3 separate regions of the Mus musculus genome follow, and all the other regions are linked to region 1. The links are chromatin contacts, called in public HiChIP or PLAC-seq and promoter capture Hi-C maps. All regions are on one chromosome and are shown on one strand. Each heading gives the region's core, a stretch centred on a gene start, on an enhancer-like site or on the middle of the called end of the contact. The rest is flanking DNA. Distances are from core to core; before and after follow the strand shown.

The links. Promoter capture Hi-C pulls out the DNA fragments that hold promoters and counts their contacts. HiChIP or PLAC-seq counts read pairs in DNA pulled down with a chosen protein or histone mark.
Region 2: a contact with region 1 is called in a promoter capture Hi-C map of the HPC-7 cell line. The contact joins the enhancer-like site here to the promoter of Tmco1 in region 1. A contact is called at or near these places in 8 of 39 promoter capture datasets (the 3T3-L1 cell line, the C10 cell line, the HPC-7 cell line and 3 more), 7 of 484 Hi-C or Micro-C datasets (adipose-derived mesenchymal stem cells, bone marrow-derived macrophages, cerebellar granule neurons and 3 more), 8 of 115 datasets of contacts at active chromatin or transcription factors (the 230-238 cell line, bone marrow-derived macrophages, embryonic fibroblasts and 4 more) and 2 of 9 other capture datasets (adipose tissue and pancreatic islet).
Region 3: an H3K4me3 HiChIP or PLAC-seq map of bone marrow-derived macrophages shows a contact between it and region 1, with 4 times the contacts expected there. The contact joins the enhancer-like site here to the promoter of Tmco1 in region 1. A contact is called at or near these places in 6 of 39 promoter capture datasets (the 3T3-L1 cell line, the C10 cell line, the HPC-7 cell line and 2 more), 1 of 15 datasets of contacts at CTCF or cohesin (the NIH/3T3 cell line), 5 of 115 datasets of contacts at active chromatin or transcription factors (bone marrow-derived macrophages, embryonic hindbrain, large pre-B cells and 2 more) and 1 of 9 other capture datasets (pancreatic islet).

Annotation. Positions count from the first base shown.
Region 1 is chr1:167,307,259-167,309,958 of GRCm38.p6, reverse strand. It overlaps Tmco1 (transmembrane and coiled-coil domains 1), which reads right to left and starts at 1,289. Exons shown (of 7, transcript NM_001039483.1): 1 at 1,026-1,289; 2 at 576-653. The coding sequence starts at 1,095.
Region 2 is chr1:166,792,442-166,795,141 of GRCm38.p6, reverse strand. No RefSeq gene overlaps it. Among named protein-coding and RNA genes, the nearest start is that of Gm33404, 61 kb to the left of the region's middle. Within about 2 kb of position 1,306, at least 59 of the 459 cell types and tissues checked have an H3K27ac peak or open chromatin away from gene starts, as enhancers often do. A contact at or near this core is called in the 230-238 cell line, the HPC-7 cell line, bone marrow-derived macrophages and 3 more, where this site is marked.
Region 3 is chr1:166,775,130-166,777,829 of GRCm38.p6, reverse strand. No RefSeq gene overlaps it. Among named protein-coding and RNA genes, the nearest start is that of Gm33404, 79 kb to the left of the region's middle. Within about 2 kb of position 1,334, at least 2 of the 459 cell types and tissues checked have an H3K27ac peak or open chromatin away from gene starts, as enhancers often do. A contact at or near this core is called in bone marrow-derived macrophages, where this site is marked.

The DNA of each region.
Region 1 (2,700 bases), core at 40-2,539:
CCTAGAATTTCCTCTCCCTCTTTTATCTTCTATCTACATTCTAACTAATCCACAAGGCACTGGGTCCATCTGTACCATGAGATCTTCCATAGTCTCTCACAACAGAACAGGACCTCTTCTTTAGAATGAAGACTCTGTGTGTGTGTGTGTGTGTGTCTGCCATGACCCCTTTCCCCTTTAGCTCCCCGCCCCCCCCCCCCCCCCCCCCGTTTTAGGCAAGGTCTCGACAGGAAGTAGATCCAGCCTGGAATGCACTATGTAGACCAGGCCTGCCCTATCTGGAGCTCTACCACACCCAGATTCCTTTTAGCTTTATTAAAGATGCTGCACAAAGGTCTTTGATTTCTATCTTTACCAAGTTAGAGTATGGTTTTGTTTGTAACATGAATCTCCCTATGTAGCCCACACTAGCTGCGAACTCACAATCATGTCCATCTCCTGAGTGTTGAGATTTCAGTTGCCCTAACAAGGAACACTGGCTTGTAGTATTCTTGGTATACTCCTCTCTTAGTTACTGTGAACATGCACCCATTGAACTTCCCGTGTTGAACCGTCCACCGTCTTACCATACTCACATTTTTTACTTTGTTTTTCCACTTCTGCCTTCAATCTCTTGTATTTGTCTGTCCTGTAAACCAGGACCCAGGTTATGCCTAAACAGTAAAAGCAACATGCTAATGAGAAATAAATGGAAATCACAACAAACCATCTTTAATTGTTAGTATTGGAGACAAAAGGATTTCGACATTTTGCTCTATACTTATCAGTAACTTTTTTCAAAGTCAGATCAACCCATGTTTTGTTTTGTTTTTTTCAGTGTATCCACAAATACGTAAAGAAAATCAGGACGTATGACTCCACACTACTCTCCTGCTTCTATAGGGGGATGAGCCCGGGATTTCTTGCAACGGACCACGCAGGCCGCAGGGAGTGAGGCTCCCGATCTTTGCTCATGGGGTGCGAGGGACCCCAGTGCCCTTCCACCCTGGGATTAATCAAACGTCCAAGGAAACAGCCGCCCTCACCCTCGGCGAGCAGCGCGGTGCACACGGAGATAAAGACGATGAGCAGCGTGTCTGCAAACATGGTGCTCATCTCGCCCGTCTGTCCCCGCGCTCCCACCCTCCGCGGGGGGAAAGCACTCCAGAGCCAGAGAGACCGGGAAGAGACGTGGCGGGACCGACCCTCGAGGAGCGCTACAACTTTGACAGCCCCGAGTCTACACTTCCGCTTCCGGGGCGCCGACCCGGAACTACAGGCTTCACTCCCGCCGTCTGGCCGCCATAGTCGGGAGAGAGCGGCAACGCGCAAGTCTCGGGGGCCGAAGGCGCGCGCCAGGCCCGGTCTCGCGAGAGTTGGAAAGCCAGGTCGGTCGGAGGATGGCGGTGTGGTGGCGGCGGCGTTGCGACCTCGGCAGTGCGTTACCTGCTCTCCGAGCCCGATCGCCTACCTCACACTAGAACCCTGTCACACGGTGGCTGGACTTCACCCGCATCCCCGCCTCCGTGGCCGAAAAGTTAGGCCACCGCGTGCGGAGCGTCAGGGTCTGGGGGCTCGCCCCGGTCCTGGGCTGGGCGAGCCGAGTCGAGGAGTCCTCGGGCGCTGGTTAAACCAGCCTTTATGATGCCGGGGACGCCGTTGGAGGAGAAGGGCTGCACAACTCGCTTGCTGCGGCCGGGCTTTTATTGGAAGGAACGGTGGCGCAGTCGAAGGGGAAGAAGTGAAAACGTTGAATTTGAGTTAGAAGTGTTTTGGGGGCTGGGCGGTGGTGGCGCACGCCTTTAATCCCAGCACTTGGGAGGCAGAGGCAGGCCGATTTCTGAGTTCGAGGCCAGCCTGGTCTACAGAGTGAGTTCCAGGACAGCCAGGGCTATACAGAGAAACCCTGTCTCGAAAAAAAAAAGAAAGAAAGAAAAAAAAAAACAGCCGGGGGGTTGGGGGGGGACGGACACGGGGATAGAAAAAGGTGTGGTGTGTAAAAGTAGGATGTCTTGAGAGAGCCTCATACACTCAGATGTCCTCCGTGATGGACTGTAAATTACCGTGTGCAAGCGGGGCGAGAAAATGACGGGAAGGCCTTGATATAAGAGCACTCGATTCCTCCCAATTCTCAGATCTGCTCTTTTTCCTCAAGAAAACTCAGAAGTCTTCCTTTGTGCGTCCTTGTGTTTTTTTGAGACAGGGTTGCACTATGGAGCCCTGGTTGACCTGGAGCACTCAAGAGACCCCCCTGTCCTAGCTTTCCATAACTGTGCCACCATGCCCAGTTTGACTTCCATTTTCTGTCATTGTTCTTCCAAATTTCACTGCACACAATTTATAAATCTTCTGTAGCATTACCTTTTTAGTTTCTCTTGCCTTATATTTATCCAGGACTCCTTTAATAGATATTAAATATATGTCTATTAAATAAAGATATAACTATAAATATACGTCTTTAATAGACATTAAATATATGTCAGGAACAGTACTGGGCCCTGTAAGATGGAGCAAGATAAGATTCCTTGGTTCCAAAATTCCCCAGGGAAATTGTACGCCATAGTAAGATAGAATTATAGCTAAAGTGTTGAGAGCGCAAGACCGATTCTTCACGGAGGATTCAGAAAAGCTTCAGAAGCCAGGCGGTGGTGGTGCACGCCTTTAATCCCAGCACTTGGGAGGCAGAGGCAGGTGGATTTCTGAGTTCGAGGCCAGCCTGGT
Region 2 (2,700 bases), core at 57-2,556, 510 kb after region 1:
GAAGCAAACACCTTAGAGTGATAAGGCTCGGCATCCTTCGTGGTGGGCCCAGGGAAACAGTATTAGCAACCTGACAGTGGTCTGTGTCTAAGGGAAGAGCTCAGAAGGAAGCCGTGGAATTATTCAGTCAGCCTTCTCCATTTCTAACACCACGGGGAAACAGCAGGCCAATGCCCTCAGAGAAGATCGTTAGGACGGCACACTTACTGGAGAATATTCTCATTCACATAGCAGGACGTTGCCCATTCGTTCAACATTTATTGAGTCTACGTGACAGGCACCATGCTGGGATCTGGGCCTCTACGGACAAATAAGATACCATCTTGGCCACAAGAGGGCTCCTCCTCTGCTGAGTGAGGCTTCTGATGGGTAAACAGCCACAGGGAAAGGGTTAGTGCATAAGGCCTTTGAAGAAAACAGGAAAAAAAGATGGAATTAACTTGACTAGGGATGGAGACAACTGTTCGGGGACTGTATCCTCTGTCTTGACTTCAGGAGCAGTTAATACAGCATCAAGTGCGTAGTATAACTAAAAGCTTTGCTAAGCTCGTCTTGCCTTCTACACTAAACTCGTTGGTGAAACATTTTACCAGGGACCATGTGATGTGACACAGCTGAAGAGTTGAATCGATTCCCCACACCCCAAGATGGGTAGAAACTTAAGTGTACACAGCATCCAAGCTGCTCATGGTGTCCTGGGCTAAATGCCTGACTGACATGGTTCGGGATTCCAGGAGGGCAGGCTACTGAGAACTAACTTGTGTTGACAATGGGCATATGTGACCTTGACAGGTCTAAGATGGAATTTGTGAGATTTCGGGTTGAGCTGATCTGATTGTTGAGTAAATTTGGAGGTTCAAGGCTTACTTTCCCTCTTTGACTAGAAGAGGAATTCAAATATCTCTTGCTCTATAAAAGGAAGTATGAGAAAGTTAACCCTTATAAAATATATATTACCAGCTTTGCAATTCTGACTGCTGTTCAGTTCTTTTAATTTTCCAAAGTTCCCATAAAGGCAGGTTTTCCTCATTCTTTTAAGTCTGTGTCTTAGTCTGAGTCTTAGTGAAAGGAATTTGGTGTTCTAGTTAGCTTTGAGAACTAAAACTAGCCACTAAAGACATAAGAGGTGAGGAGGGTGGAACTGAGATCTGGCTGACCTTCCCAGCAAACATCCCACAGACCGAGCCTGGGTCTGGGCAGCCTTTTGGTTCTCAGTTTGCTTCACAGGTGGCTGCAGCTCCAGCCATGTCCTTGGGTGTCCTTGGAGTACCATTTGGCTGGTGAGTCAGGATTCTTGGCAGGCCTGTACCAGTCTGTGATTCAGTTCTAGGGGATTGTTGTAACAGGACCTCTTGTCAAGAGAAGAACAGCCAGTCCCCAGGTCTCAGTGTCACTTTAGAAAGAAAGGGGTCATCAGATGTTTGTATAAGTGCATTATCCGCTAAAGAAAGCTTCTATGTTGGCTAAGTTCTTCAGAAAAAAAAATTTTTTTTGCTTGTCCTTTTCTGAGCTGGTGTTGGTTCTGTTGATCTGGATTGAGGCCTGAGACTGGATCTTTCCCAGGAGGCTGTGGGAGGTATTGTTGTGTCTCTTCTCTAGGCAGCATTATACCCACAACTGTGTCCAGCTCTCCAGAGATAGCTCCTAAGAATTTCTTGAGTGATTATGTTCAACAACAACCAGAAAAGGCTACCAGTGCAGTTCTGTGAGATCACCGTGGGCTGTGGGTTCAAGAGAAGTGTGCCAAATGGGAGACTCTATTTCAGAAGGTTATGGAACCTTGAAGAGGCAGAGCCTCACTGCAGGACGTGGGCTGCTGGAGATGAACCTTGAGGTTTCTGTCTGAGCTCTACTTCCTGTCAGCTCTCTGCTTCCTGACTCAGATGCAATGTGACCATCTGCCTCGTGTGCCCACTTCCCTGCCTACCCTCTGTGGTAGACTGTATCCCTTCTTAAACCATGAGCCCAAAATACCCTTCCTTCTTTAATTTGCTTCTGTCGGGTGTTTGGTTACAACAATGAGAAACATAATTAATATAAATGACCTCTATTGGGAACAGAAGTTCGGTGATCCTGATACCACTCATGTGCCCCACTGTGTCCCATTATCACCTATAGGGCCTTGTCCCCCGATAGAAGTGGAGGTCATGTTGTTTGGATTTTATAAATCGGTAGATTTACAGTCTTGGAATTAAGTCCCACTTGCTCATGCTGGATCTCTATGCTAGCTATCACTGGGAATGACTTTTGCTTTGTTGTTGCATTTGCTTTCAGGTTCCTAAGTACACACGGGTCTGCAGTTTGTTTCCTTACAGCGTTGAATGTGGTCAGTACAATGATGGCATAAAACAAGTTGGGAGGTGCTTCGTGAAGCAGTTGGTATAAAATTGATGTAACTTCCTCCCTAAATGCTTGGCAGAACTCATGAAGTAAGCCACACAAATGCGAAGCTTTAGCTGGAGAGAGAATTGAACTACAGATTAAATTTCTTTCCTAAAGTTCTGATTATTGAGATTATTTCTGTTGAACAATTTTGGTTGTTTGTATCTATCTAAGTATTGATCCATTTCACCTTAGATTTCAGAATTATTAGCATGCGCTTGATAGATTTGTACTGGTAATGGGAGGTACAGTGGTATCTTGATATTGGCAATGCCACTCTTGATATTAGTAATTTGTGTTTTTATCCATTTTTAAAAA
Region 3 (2,700 bases), core at 85-2,584, 530 kb after region 1:
TAAAGATAATTCTCTTTGTCAGCTGGACTACGTGCCCACCTCTGGGTTTATCTCTAAGTAAGTTTCTTGAAAGGTTAGACAGAGACTGGTAGAGCTACCTTGAATATAGATGGTAGTATCCTATGGGATGGGTCTACAGGCTGGGTGGGAAAACTCAGCTAATTAAAGTCAAAGTCCACCACTGATCAGATAGCCTTCTGGGACTCTGCAATATGAAGGACTGCCTTCATTAGCAGGGTGTCTCCTTCTCTGACCTTGTCTTGGGAATTCAAAACCCTCTACCTGAGGAATGTCTGCAAGTAGCCTTAGTTAGATTACAGGATCAACTTTTATTCTCCTGATAAGATCCTGTTCAGTTAGCACCTGAGATTCCTGAAGTACTTCCCCCATACTAATGAGGCATTTTGGTACCTTAAGCCTTCAGCCAGTGACCTTTGACAATTCTGGATATTGCTACCCCATTCCCTCAAATTACACAAGCCTTGAATCACTCCAAGTAAAGTTGATCTGATTTTCACAGCTGTTCCAGGTGTGATTGAAGTATCATCATTCTCTTCTCTCTTTCCTGTTCTGTCCAGATGTAAGAAATCATAACCACACTGCTGCAACTGTGAACTCTTCCAGACCTTCCCCACCATAAAGTATTCTACCCTTGTGCACCATGAGTCAAGACAGATGTGTTGTTATAGCAATGAAAAAGTAACCAGTGTGTCTGCCTCTCAGCCTGCACCCAGTCTCACCAGGGAATTTCTATAGCAGCACGCTATGTCCTTTGAGTTTTAATTGTATGCCTCGGAGATTTAGGGATTTTCAATGACATTAATTCAGTATTGGAAGGGTACTTTGTCATTCCAATATGTTTTCAAACCAGTATTGGAAATAGAATCCTTTTCTATAACTTTGACTAACCATCGGCATGTACAACAGGGGCAAACACAGTGACTTAAGCAATAGGTCATGTGATCTGTGCAGATGTGCTTCTTCGGTCCTGGTTAAACATGGAAAAATCTGTACCTGATATATTTTGGAATCTCTCTTAGGCTTGAAGTCTTCCCATCAAAGTCTCAGCTCCATCCTGCTTCCTTGACTCATCATTTCTTAGGGAAAGAGGTGTTGGAGTTAAGAGAAAGAAGAATAGAAATTCTAATATGAATTTTCTATTTCTAAATAGGGTCATTCATCATTAAAGCTAGAAATTTGATTCTAAACATCACAGACCCAGAGGAAATGAAAAAAGGGAACATTCTTTCTAGGTTTTTAATTTCACTTCAAGGGAAGAGACTTGATTACTTCATACTAATGGGAACTCAGGAACACACAGTCTCTGAGTCACACGCTTTGTTTGTCAGTTCAAATTCTGCTAATACAACTCCCCTGCTTCCCATAAGTTAGAGAGGTTCACACAAAATGACAGCGTTTGGAACTTTCAGGGCCATGAATTCCTATGCGCAGGATGCTGTGTGCTGTTGTGATGTAACATTTATTTTAATGGCCCCAGACTTGCATGGAGCAATTGTGCAGCAAATTAACACCATCTTCCTGTCTGCCTCAAACTGTAAGAGGCAATTTGAATCACATTTGGCGTTTATAATTATTTTGTAATCTGATTTGCAGAAGTGGAGTGATTATTGAGTATATAGACAACATAAATCTTAAAAAGAAGCTCCAGGTAGCCACCTGATCACTAGAAGAGGAAGGAGAGAGAAATATATGTCTGATTCGTTTTGTCATTTCTTTACCCTCATGAGTATGTCGCAGATGGATGGATGAGAGAAAGAGTGAGATTTGAGATTGGGGAGATGGCTCAGTGAGTAAGTATTGCCCTGCAAGGGTGGGGACCAGACTTCAGATTCTAAGACCTTGTGTAAATCCTAGTGGGCACAGCCAACTGCCTGTAACCCAGCATGAAGGCAGAGACAGGAAATTCACAGAGCAATCAGCTAGTCCAGCTACCCAGAACAGTGATCTCTGGGATTATCCAAAGATGTTGCCTCAATACATAAAGTGGAAAAAAATCTAGGCAGATACCAAAAATATAAAACTTTGACCTTCACACACATGTAGAGGGTATTTAACCCAGCAACATGACACTCTAGCTGGAATACAGACACACATTTAACCCCAGGAGACAGAGGCAAATAGATTCCTGAGTTCAAGGTCAGCCTGCTACAGAGCGAGTTCCAGGCACAGAAAACTTAGTTCCAGGCATTGGGGTACATGCCTTTAATCCCAGCACCCAGGAGTCAGTGGAGAGGCAGCACAGTGGAGTTTAGTGTTAGGAGGCAGTTTGGTTGGTGGCAGTTCAATTTGTGGAGTACAGAGACAGTTTTTACCTGGGCATTTTTTTTATGGAGACAGATAGTAGAGAGAACAAGCTAGACACTGGTGAAGACAGAAGGAACCAGAGAATAAGAAGGAACCAGAAGATTAGAACAGATTGCCAAAGGTAGTTTGAAGCCAAGCAGAGGAATTCGGTCAGAAGCTGAGAGAAGCCAGGTTGAATCAGTCAGCTTGGAGAGGAGTTTGATCCAGAACAGCTGAGTTGAACCAGTCAGCCAGAGCTCAGAGAGAACTAGGAAGGGTGAGTTATTCAACAGTAAGCCTCAGAGATGACAATTCCATCTCGTGAAGAAAAGTTACTTTTGCAATACATTCTGTCCATACACACAGAATAAAACACACACACACACACACACACAC